Linked DNA regions of Sus scrofa: all the other regions are linked to region 3. A link is a contact called in public HiChIP or PLAC-seq data. All regions are on one chromosome and are shown on one strand. The core of a region is the stretch at or near the end of the contact, and the rest is flanking DNA. Distances in the headings are between cores, read along the strand shown.

Region 1 (3,620 bases), core at 442-2,941, 410 kb after region 3:
TTGGTGGTATTGACAATATATATGTAGTTGAGAAAAGCATCACATTACCTTTTACTTCATGGGTTGAAAATATTTTTGAAGGAGTTTTATGTTGTAAGACTACTATACTCTTCATTTATTATAAATTGATAATAAATTAATTAGGGAATGTTAAATTAATTCTACAGTTGAGCCTAAAGGGATAAACATTTTATCATTTTCTGTAGCTGAAAAAAAAGTTTTCTAGATGAATATACTCAGTATCCAGTAGGGAGAAAAATGTGAAATGGATAGGAGCTAACCTATCCCGGTAGCTCTCTTTTTTCCTATAGATGCTAAGGTCCCTATGATGTACACATCACCCAGCTCACAAAACGTCCTGGTGACACCTGCCAGTGTTACGAGGCTCAAGATCAGTTAGGTGGAACCAGCAGAGACTGCTACAGGTTGTCTCTTTTCTTGTGCTGGATGATCTCCTATCGATTCAGCTACCTTGCCTTCACCAGGTCTTTGAAATCCATAGTAAGCAGCAGGTTATTAGATCAAAGTAGTGGAGTGAGTCTGAAAATGGCATTTTCCCCCAAATTCAGAGCTTTTTGTCCTCAGGGGGGATGGAAGATTCTCATCTGTGATCTCCTGCATCTTGGCATCTTGGGCAGACAGTACTTGCTTTTAACCCTGGAAGGATTTCCATGTGGAGTGGAGTATTCCTGACATGTTACTTGAAGCATATTGCTTCCATGTTCTCCCATGTTCAACTCCAATAAAGTAGGTATTCCCAGGTTATACAAATCCCAGATCTATATCACCTAGAGAAAAGTAATGTATCTTGAATGTACAAATGCAGTAATCAGGATACAGGTTATCATCAGATTCATGTAAAGGCATTGTCTGGACAGGCAAAGCAAAGGCAAAAATAGGCTAAGGCTTGACCTCAGAACTCTGTTCCCTTAAGCTGGGTGCTCAAAAGAGCTTACCCGGTTCCCTTTGGGCCTTCCTATTGTATATTCTTCTGAGAATCAAAAGGCCTGGAGTGCAAATTCTGGCTCCACTACTTAATTGCATAAACTTGGGAAAAACACTGACACCTCTTGCTCTCTGTTTCCTTATCTGTGTAAGGAGGGGGTGATGGTATAATGTCCACGAGTGTTTGGAGCTTCGTGAATGTTCAAATGCTGAACAAATAATTGTAGTTGGTCCTTGGGAGACAGTCTAGCATGGAGGTCAAGAGCGTGGAATCTGAAATGAGACTGCCTGGTGTGAGCCTCAGTCACCAGCTTTATTACCTTAGGTGTTACTTCTCTAAATCTATGTTTCCTTCCCTGTAAAGAGGATGATTTTAATAAGACAGAATAGCTATAAGGATTAAATGACATCATCTAAAACCTCTTGTATCTGCATATCCTTCTGGGGGGATTTCTGGGGCCATGCAATGCTGTGGAAGCCTCAGCAGGAAGGAAGATGGATGTAGCTTCTGGGCTGATGCACCTGCCTGCCCCAGCTGCGTTAGTCCCTTTCTGAGGCCATGGAGCTGCACAGGGTTCTGCAGTATCTCTACACAGTGTATTCTATGTCAGCAACCCCGATGAGGTGCAGTGGGCCTGCCCTTCCTGCTCCCCAGACTCTGACCAACCTCCAGCCGCTTGATAGGTTGTAAAACTAGTTTTCTTGGTGTCTTGCCATCTAATCAGTTCTCACGTGAGTGTTTTTCTGGGTCAGAGGATCTTGGGTTCTTGGGTTCACTGTGGTCAGAGTCTACTGCCACCTAACAGGAAGTTGCTTCACTAACGAGATAATTCAGTATTTCTTCAGGAACTTGCAGGCTGTTGCTGGGCAACAAACTCCAATATCTGAAATCTATAGATCTTCCAGTTTTTCTAACTAGCACAATTGAATACTGCTTAGTCAGGAACATCTGAGGAGTCCCAGGCTATCAAACACCTTTAATTACGTTCATGCTGATTGGCATTTCCTATCTGGGGCCCTGAACAGCCAAACAAGTCAAGTGAATCTAGTCAGGGCAAGACAGCCCTTCCTGAGCTAGGCAATTTTTCCCACCAACAGCCTCCCTGTTTCTGGTGCAGAAAAGAGATATGACAATGGCTCTTCGCCATGTGCCTCTGACTGTATATGCTGGGCACTGGGTTAAGCGCATAACATATTGATTTATTAAATTTATCGGGTGGGTGTTACCATGTAAGGAAACCCAGGCACTGAAAGATTAAGGAACTTGCTCCTGGTCACACAGCCACTCTTCCCTAAGCTGTTTGGCCATTTGTTAGTCCATACCTGATTTTAGCAACCAGTGGGGGATTAAAAAAAAAATCTTCATAATAACAGTTAATTTATCTCTAATAATTGTAGAGGACTATTTCTATCACTAAATTTACCTTGAAGCATTTGATTCCAAACAGCCATATAAAAGAATTTTAGGAGTTCCCATTTGTGGCTCAGCAGTAACGAACCCAACTAGTATCTATGAGGACATGGGTTCGATCCCTGGCCTCGCTCAGTGGGTTAAAGGATTTGGTGTTGCTGTGAGCTGTGTTGTAGGTCGAAGACGTGGCTCAGATCCTGTGTTACTGTGGCTGTGGTGCAGACCAGCAGCTCCAGCTCCTATTTGACCCCTAGCCTGGAAACTTCGTATGCAGTGGGTTTGGCCCTAAAAAGACCAGAAAAAAAAAAAAAAAAAAAAAGAAGAAGAAGAAGAAGAAGAAATTTAAAAACTGGACTAATTTCATAGTCATGTAATTCTGACTCAAAGAAAATGTATATTTGTGTCAAAATAGAGTATCACGATTTTATTAATAATATTTCAAGAGAATTTTTTTCCCTTAAAATTTGCTTTATCCCCCTAATGTGAAATCTTATTAAAGTTTTACCTTTATTTTTTTCTTGTGTATCTACTCTGATTTTGGTTTATTGGGACCTAACCTATCTAATATGGATAGGATACAAATTAAATGCTTCCAAAATATCCAGATAAAAATTTCACCCAGTCAATTGCTTTGTCACCTCTAGTAATATCCTTTTAAATCCACACTTTTTGTTTTCATTTGTTTTTCTAGAAAGAAATTTTCTTCAGAGTAGCAAAGATTTTGTTGTTAATTAGACATTATTTGTTTAAAGCAAAACATCCTACACCTAGTAGATACTTAGTAATGTTTAATGAATGAAATTAATTACTATGTACTTTTGACAATTCTATATTTATAGCTATATCATGTAAGAATGCTCAATTTACAATTGTCTGTTTAAAAATTATTACTCAATAAAAATTTGTTCATGGGCCAGCTACTAACCATTTCTTGTTACTGACTATACCCTCTGCGCAAAGATCAGGGGTGTGGTGGGGAGGCAGGGAGGTATGGTGGGGTAGGAAGACATCCCTTAGAGCCTTGTGTCTCAAACCTCTGAGACGCAACCCCCCTTTTTATAATAAATATTCCATTATCCTCCTTTACTACCCTGAAACAAAATCCATAGAAAACATAGTTTATAAAATACATGATTTTAAAAATATATAATACTTTCACTGCAACATAAAGGAGAAACAAAAGGAAGATACATATGAAATACATAGATATAGCTCTAGAGACTAAACATAATGAAGTGGTCAGATGCTTACACTGATAATATGT
Region 2 (3,895 bases), core at 209-2,708, 280 kb after region 3:
GAACCACTGGGGCAGAACATACGAAATATTTGGGGTTATTCTTAAATATTCAGGCTTGATGACTGACTTCAAATTCTTGATGCCAAGAGCCACATTAAGTTGTGCTGGCCGAGTTTTGCACGCCTGCCCATGGCAGCTGCCTTTCCAGTGCAGGCAGCTCAGAACGGGCAACTATTTGCTCTGGCGACTCTACCAGCCAGGAAGGCCCAGATTAAAGGGATAATTTCCTACCTGAGAGTCATCAACTTACGATGGCCCCAATTGGAGTTCTCTCTACACATTTATTGCCATCAATGGATGGAACTGAGGCGGTCCTGTCATAACCCTCCTACCTCCAATATACACATCCTTAGATAAAGAATTTCTATAACATTGATTGGGGCACTATCTTGAAACCAAGACAAGAATCCCTCATTCTCAATCTGTAAATAACTGGAATAGTTGCAAAAAAAAAAAAAAAAAAAAAAAGTTCTCTCACGATCATCACAAAAATCCATTCGCTAAAGTGAGAGTTCTGTCTATTTTTAAAAAATAGCCTTTTGGCTCAAAGATCAAAAGATTTGTCCAAGACATTTACCAAGTGCACAGCAGGGCTGGGTGGTGCTGTCAGGCATGGACTGGGGAGAAAGAACACCTGAGTTGGATTCCTGATTCTTCCCTCCCTAACTATGAACCTTGGGCAAACGAATCAATCCCATGTTCACCTCTGTTTCTTCATGTAGCTCCTACATCATGGGATTATTATAAGAATCAAAAGACTTGATATGTGTAAAGGAACAGTGGTCGGTATAAGGTAGCACTATTTGAGTATTTGTGAAAGAAATAAACACATTAGTGGACCTGAAAGAGCTGTCAGTTCTCAGGACTTTTAGGATATCATCCCTACTGGCTTTGTCTTGGAGGGCAACAATGCAGACTTGGCTTGTAGAAAGGATGCAAACATTTACACAAACACAGAGATTGCTCAGTTGTAACTGAGCCTCTTAAATATGCTAGAAGCCTCAAGAGCAGAAACAAAAGCCATGCCCCTCTGCCCCTTTAAATGTGAATACATTTTCACTGGTGCATTATCTCACACCCTGTGATTCCGCCTTTCCCACTGCAGGAGAGCATCAGGCCAAGTAAACAAGAGTGAGACACAGAATCAAGTTTCTTATCCATCTCAAGACATAAATATAGCCTTGATCCGCCAAAGCCTGTGGGCTACTTCTGCAGCGCTGTAGCAATTTTTCCTTCGAGGCTTTTAACGCAGCTGACAGCAACAAGCATCTGGGTTTGAATCTGTAATTTAAAATCAAGTGGCGTGTTTTACCTACACGGCACGAATAAACTATCAATGAAAGTGTTTATGGTGACCTTGGGAATGCGAGCAAATACATCTTGATACCAGCGGGGCTCGGGACGCATCCGTCTTGCCCGTGTCAGGCCGGACGGCGGGCGGCGCTGGGCTGCGGGAGGAGGCGCGGCGCCCCCGGCGCTTATGTAACTGCGGCGCCCCGCGCTCATCGCCTCTGATTGGTACCCGGCCACCGCTTCAGCGTTCGGTGACTTCGGGAGGAGGGCAGTGAGGCGTCGATTTAATTACCTTCCTGGTGGCAGGACTGGCAAGTCCCCTCTGCTGCCCGAAGAGCAGGAGGAGATGGCGGAGGAGATGGCGGCGGCAGCCCAGGGGCCTCCCGGTTATGGGTACCGGGCGATTGCGCCTTCGGGGCCCTCATAGGGGAATGTGCCCCGGAGTGTTTCTGCAAGCACACGAATCGGACACGTTTCTGAAAATCATCAAGGTGAGCCCTGAGAAAACAGGGCCACGGGGATAGGTAGGAGCCCAATCCGGGGCCGAATGGCTCGCGGAGCCCAGGAGCAGAGCTCAGGGAGGAAGATGCGAGGCGCCAACGGCTTCCAGGGCTTGCCAAAGGGCCGCCAGAGAAGACTGCTAGCTAGAGACAACACAAAACTCAAGACCCCGTGGCTATTGTCTGTAAGGAAAGGGAATGAAGAGAGCGGGAGCGAGGGAGAGGGAGAGCGCTTGCGCGCGCTAGCGCAGGCTGCAGTGAGATGCTGTCATCACTCCTGGATTGCTTGTCCTGGCTATCTGGGCGTTCAACAGGAAGAAATACATTCTCCGACAAACCTGGGCCAGGATATCAACACGTAAGCCCTAAAATTCAGTTTTGCTAGTGAGAAACACTATACTACATTTTATTCCGTCCCCCCAAATGATGTGAGGAGCACAATGGACGTCCCTATAACCTGTGTCTTTGGAAAACCTGGAGATTGACTGAAGCTCATTGCTCATTTTCGACCTGAAGATAATATAGCCGGCGCCTTAGAGAGCTGGCAGCAAGAATGGCTAAAGGTCACATTCAGGAGAAAAGTGTCTCTGTATTTGTCAATGTCTGTCACAGGTGAAAAAGATAAAAAAGTAGCTAATGAGATCTTCCTAGTGGGGAATTCTCAATCCGGCTGACATTGGCAGTGACTTTTTTTTTATTTATTTATTTTTGTCCTTGCTATTTTTTTTTTTTTTTTTTTTTTTTTTTTTTTTTTGTCTTTTTGCCATTTCTTGGGCCGCTCCTGAGGCATATGGAGGTTCCAAGGCTAGGGGTCTAATCTGAGCTGTAGCCACCGGCCTACGCCAGAGCCACAGCAACGTGGGATCCCAGCCGTGTCTGTGACCTACACCACAGCTCATGGCAACGTGGGATCCTCAACCCACTAAGCAAGGCCAGGAATTGAACCCGCAATCTCATGGTTCCTAGTCAGATTCCTTAACCACTGAGCCAGGATGGGAACTCCCCCTTGCTCCTTATTTTAAGTGCAGACCTTCAGATGGCTTTGGAGGGTCTCTATGAAGGTGATGCTATTGCCTATGCTTTTTTCCTGGCATCATGGAGGAGAGGGGGAAGAGGGTATTTAAACTAATGAACCTAGTTTGGAGCTCTTTTTACCTGATGAATGAAGTTCCTGTAATTTAACAGGCCATTTCTTACTAGGCTTTAGAGCTGCTTTTTTTTTTTTTTTTTTTTTTTAAATCATCAGTAAGCCTTACGGTTTAGTCAGAGCTCTACAAAAAAAGGAACATGAGAACATGTAGTATTTTATCTGGTCTTTTTTTTTTTTTTTTTTTTTTTTTTTTTTTCTTTTCTGGTCACACCCATGGTATGCAGAAGTTCCTGGGCCAGGGATGGAACCGGCACTACAGCAGTAACCTGAGCCACAGCAGTGATAATGCTGGATCCTTAACCCACTGTACCACCAGGGAACTTCCTATCTGGCCTTCTTTTAAGAAACACCATCAGACAGAAAATGTAAAATTTCCAAGTATGGGCATATTCACCCAAATTCTGACTCTATTAGTTTTTTTTAAAAAATAGCATCCATTAATTTTTAAATTAGAAAAGTTACATCTAACTATTGGAGGACCTTTCAAAATTAAAGAAAAAAAATACAAAATGGAGCTATAATCCCATCACTCACAGATGACTCTTTTTTTCTATGCACATAAGAGCTATTTTTTAATTTCTGTGTGATCTACCATACATTTTGTGTAGCTGGGATTTTTGCTAGTGAAAATAATTTGCATATTTTATTCACCAATTACTCTTTCACAACATGATTTAAATATGTATGTATGTATGTATCAGCACAGTGCTTTTTTATATCAATAGAATTTATGCCTAAATACTAAAATACACTAACATCTTATTTTCTGCATCTTCATAATTTCCAAATGATATAGTTAACTTACTCTTATGCCTTATGCCTTCTTATTTGGGTGAAGAAAGGAGTATCCAGTTTTTATACGTTTTCTTGTAGAAGAAAAGTAGACAATGTGAGTGGACAAAAAGCAAAAAAAGGCCCTACAACATTACAGAAAGCTTTTTGTTCTCTGCTG
Region 3 (3,609 bases), core at 480-2,979:
GTCACTTTGCTATACAGTAGAAAATGGACAGAACACTGGAAATGAGCTATAATGGAAAAAATAAAAATCATTAAAATGGCAAATAAATAAATAAAATACTGGGCACTCATGAAATAAATAAGTAAAAACATCAAACTCACAGAAACAGAGATCAGATTTGTGGTTGCCAGAGGCAAGGAGTGTGGAGTAGGGAAATTAAGTAAAACTGGTCAAAAGGAACAAACTTCCAGTTCTAAAATAAATAAATCCCAGGGGTGTAACATACAGCATGATGACCATAGTTGGCAATAGTGTATCGCATATTTGAAAGTTGCTAACAGAATGGATCCTAAACATTCTCCTCACAAGGAAAGCCATTGCCTTTATGAGATGATCCATGTTAACTCATCTTAAGGTAGTGATCGTATTGCAATACATATATCAAATAATTATGTTGTACACCTTCAGCTTAAGTAATGTTATATATCAATTGTAGTTCAATAAAACTGGAAAAATAAGGGGAAAGCACTATTAAAAACCTTTGTACAATTTTGGGTTCATAAAACAATGGATTTGAATGTTAGAATTAATTTTGCCTTTTGACAAAGGTGTATTTATTGATTTTTTTTTTAATCACAGGAAGCTTTTCTGGACAAGATTCAGATAAGATGGGGATATCCATGTCAGATATTCAGTGTCTACTGGATAAAGAAGGTGCATCTGAACTTGTCATCGATGTTATAGTAAACACCAAAAATGACAGAATTTTTTCAGAAGGCATTTTACTTGGCATTGCCTTGCTTGAAGGAGGAAATACACAAACTCAGGTACTTGCTTTACCATCATGACCGGTTGTTACATTCTGTTATTTTGTATTTCTTATTGACTTGTCATAGAAACCTAGGGAAAGTGATTTTTTTTTTTCTCTAAGCTTCGCATGATGATCTTCCCCCCAAAACCCAGCAACCTTGTATCATATTTTCCTTATAAATTTATTTGATTTGCTGTAGAAACTAGAGAGCTTCAGGAATTATTCAGTGAAGCAGAACCTTCCTTCAAAGCATCCTTTCTAACTTGGTACCAAAAATTCTGGTTTGCTTAGGGAAATCTCAGGCTGACTTTCGGCAGATTAGAACAGCACTTTGACTCATCTAAGAATTCAGTGTAAAAGGACAGGAATTAAATACATTAATTAAATGAGATAAGATGTATACACTCCTCACAGGATATAGCATTAAAATAGCTTTTGATAACATTCACCACCCATCTCAGCTCACCCCCTCTCAGATACCTGTTTAGAATTTAGAACAGCTATCTTTCCTTGTTTCCTCAAATCTCCCAATGCCCATTTCACTGCTGCCTCAGCCCAGGTGAAGCTTTCATTGCTATGGGAAGAAAAGAAACATTTTTTTCTTTTTTCTTTCTGTTTGCTCATTCAGCTCAGGAGGGGAGAGTTGAAAGCCATCGTTCATCTATCTATTCAGTGCTCCGCTCCAGAGAGCAGCTCACTCACTTGCACACAGGATCAGACCGCTGTTTCCAGAAGGCAGACGTTTCACTCTGAAACTCCTGCCAGGTTGCCCCTGGACTCTCCCCGCCCCCAACCCAAAGGCAGAGCTCGGGGGTGATCTCAAGAGCAGGGAAGTATCCCCAGAGCGCAGTAACATCTTCCCAGCCCTGCTGCCCATGAGCCTGGCACTTCTAGGTTTGCCTTGGTCAGGAAGGAAACAATGCGTATGAGTAACTGGAAATTCCAGAATCCATTTCCCCTATGCATGGAGGGGAGATATACAAGCCACATCTGATTAATTGGATGTTTTTCTTTATTGATCCATCAAATACAGTGAACAACATTGGTCTATCCAACAGCACATGGCTTTAGGAATAAAGTCTTTGTGAACGGCGATTGTCACAGTGAGCAAAAAACAACCCCCCAAACACTGATACTTCTCTATTAAAAAACAAATCTTGAAAAGTCTCATGGTAATAAAGCTGGAGCCCAGATTGCTCTTAGCAAAGGTGGGAAAGGGGGTGGTGAAGGGATCTGAGTGGGTTTTCTTGGAAATTGTCTTGTCTTCTACAACCAGATATTCAGCTGAGACTTTCCTTTTTTTTTTCATTTATTTTTGACCACACCCACAACTTGTGGAAGTTCCCGAGCCAGGGATGGAACAGCTGTAACCAGAGCCACAGCAGTGACAACACCATATCCTTACCTCATATCCTGAGCCACAAGGGAACTCCCAGCTGGGACTTTCTACAGAAATTATCTAGGCAACTACACAATGTTTAGGCTAGACTCTCCAGATAGGAGTGAAGGTTTTAGGGGATGTTTTTAGATAGAAGCAATCCTTGAGATGACAGTACTTTCTAGATTCCTGTTCTGGGCCACTGAGGGTCACCAGATGAGAGCATTTTTCACCCTCTGTACTCCCTACATTTATTTATGTCCTCGTATTGTGGAGGCTAAGCCAGCTTCTATCAGAAGCTACACATTCCACTCTTAAATTCCTGACAGGTTGTTCCCTACACCCCTTTCACTTTCAGTCTTTTTTTATGGATGTTTCAGTAGCTGTCACTCATAACTTTTTCTTTCTTTTTGAAACCTTTTCAACTTAGGTCTTGGGATACCACCCTCCTCTCTTCCAACCTCCTGCCATTTCTTGTTACCTCCTTTGAAAGCTCTTCTTCCTCTCTCTCGCTCTCTTTTTTTTTTTTTTTTTTTTTTTTTTTGCTCTTTAGGGCTGTACCTACAGCATATGGAAGTTCCCTGGCTAGGGATTGAATTGGATGAGGCATGGGATCTGAGCCTCTTCTGCAACCTGCATCACAGCTAGCTCACGGCAACACCAGATCTTAATGCACTGAGGGAGGCCAGGGCTCGAATCTGAATCCTCATGGATGCTAGTTGGGTTTGCTTCCACTGAGCCCCAGCGGGAACTCCCTCTACTTAACTCTTCGACCATGACATCTCCCAAGTTTCTTGGGGCTCTTCTCTGTTTATGTTTCTTGCTTCCAAGCAGTCTAAATCCTTCTCTTTAAGACTTCTGCCAATATCTGGGGATGGGGAGGGGAATTACATTCTCACAGTCTCCTTGGCCTCCAGTGTCTTGCTTTCTTAGTTCATGGATTGTCTGGCCGCCTAGCTTCTGTAGTACTGAGACAGAAATCTGATTCTCTTCCTTCGTTTCTATCATGATCAACTTATATGTTCAATATACTTCATTAAAGATTGATTGAGGGGGACGAGAGAGGAGGTGGTTATATTACAACTTCAAATTGCATGCTAATAATAGCAACAATGAAAATAATACCTCCTAAATACCAGGCACTGTCCTTCATGCTTTCTGTGTTTTAACTTGGTTAATCCTCAAAACAATCAGTGAGGTGACTTGTGTCTTATCTCATCTTTCCAAAGAAGAATCTGGAATATCCCTAAACTCATATAGCTAGTTAGAGATCAAGCTAGGATTGAAACTCATGCTGTCTGGCTCCAGAGCCTGTGCTCTTAACGACTATAAACATCTCCTGTCTCAAATATCCTTCTGCCTCCTCACTCCCGGAAAGTTTCACTGGTTGATCACCCTGCATGACGCCAGGTTTTATCCATCTTGCTGGTTCCTCACTTCA

What was found. HiChIP or PLAC-seq counts read pairs in DNA pulled down with a chosen protein or histone mark.
Region 1: an H3K27ac HiChIP or PLAC-seq map of alveolar macrophages shows a contact between it and region 3. The contact joins two enhancer-like sites.
Region 2: a contact with region 3 is called in an H3K27ac HiChIP or PLAC-seq map of alveolar macrophages. The contact joins two enhancer-like sites. A contact is called at or near these places in 1 of 47 Hi-C or Micro-C datasets (embryonic fibroblasts) and 1 of 2 datasets of contacts at active chromatin or transcription factors (alveolar macrophages).

Annotation. Positions count from the first base shown.
Region 1 is chr5:47,708,095-47,711,714 of Sscrofa11.1, forward strand. No RefSeq gene overlaps it. Among named protein-coding and RNA genes, the nearest start is that of BHLHE41, 22 kb to the left of the region's middle. Within about 2 kb of position 1,692, at least 18 of the 83 cell types and tissues checked have an H3K27ac peak or open chromatin away from gene starts, as enhancers often do. A contact at or near this core is called in alveolar macrophages, where this site is marked.
Region 2 is chr5:47,572,098-47,575,992 of Sscrofa11.1, forward strand. The region is part of intron 2 of SSPN (sarcospan); the gene reads right to left. Among named protein-coding and RNA genes, the nearest start is that of SSPN, 35 kb to the right of the region's middle. Within about 2 kb of position 1,459, at least 40 of the 83 cell types and tissues checked have an H3K27ac peak or open chromatin away from gene starts, as enhancers often do. A contact at or near this core is called in alveolar macrophages, where this site is marked.
Region 3 is chr5:47,296,737-47,300,345 of Sscrofa11.1, forward strand. It overlaps ITPR2 (inositol 1,4,5-trisphosphate receptor type 2), which reads left to right. Exons shown (of 58, transcript XM_021092920.1): 40 at 619-806. Among named protein-coding and RNA genes, the nearest start is that of SSPN, 310 kb to the right of the region's middle. Within about 2 kb of position 1,730, at least 5 of the 83 cell types and tissues checked have an H3K27ac peak or open chromatin away from gene starts, as enhancers often do. A contact at or near this core is called in alveolar macrophages, where this site is marked.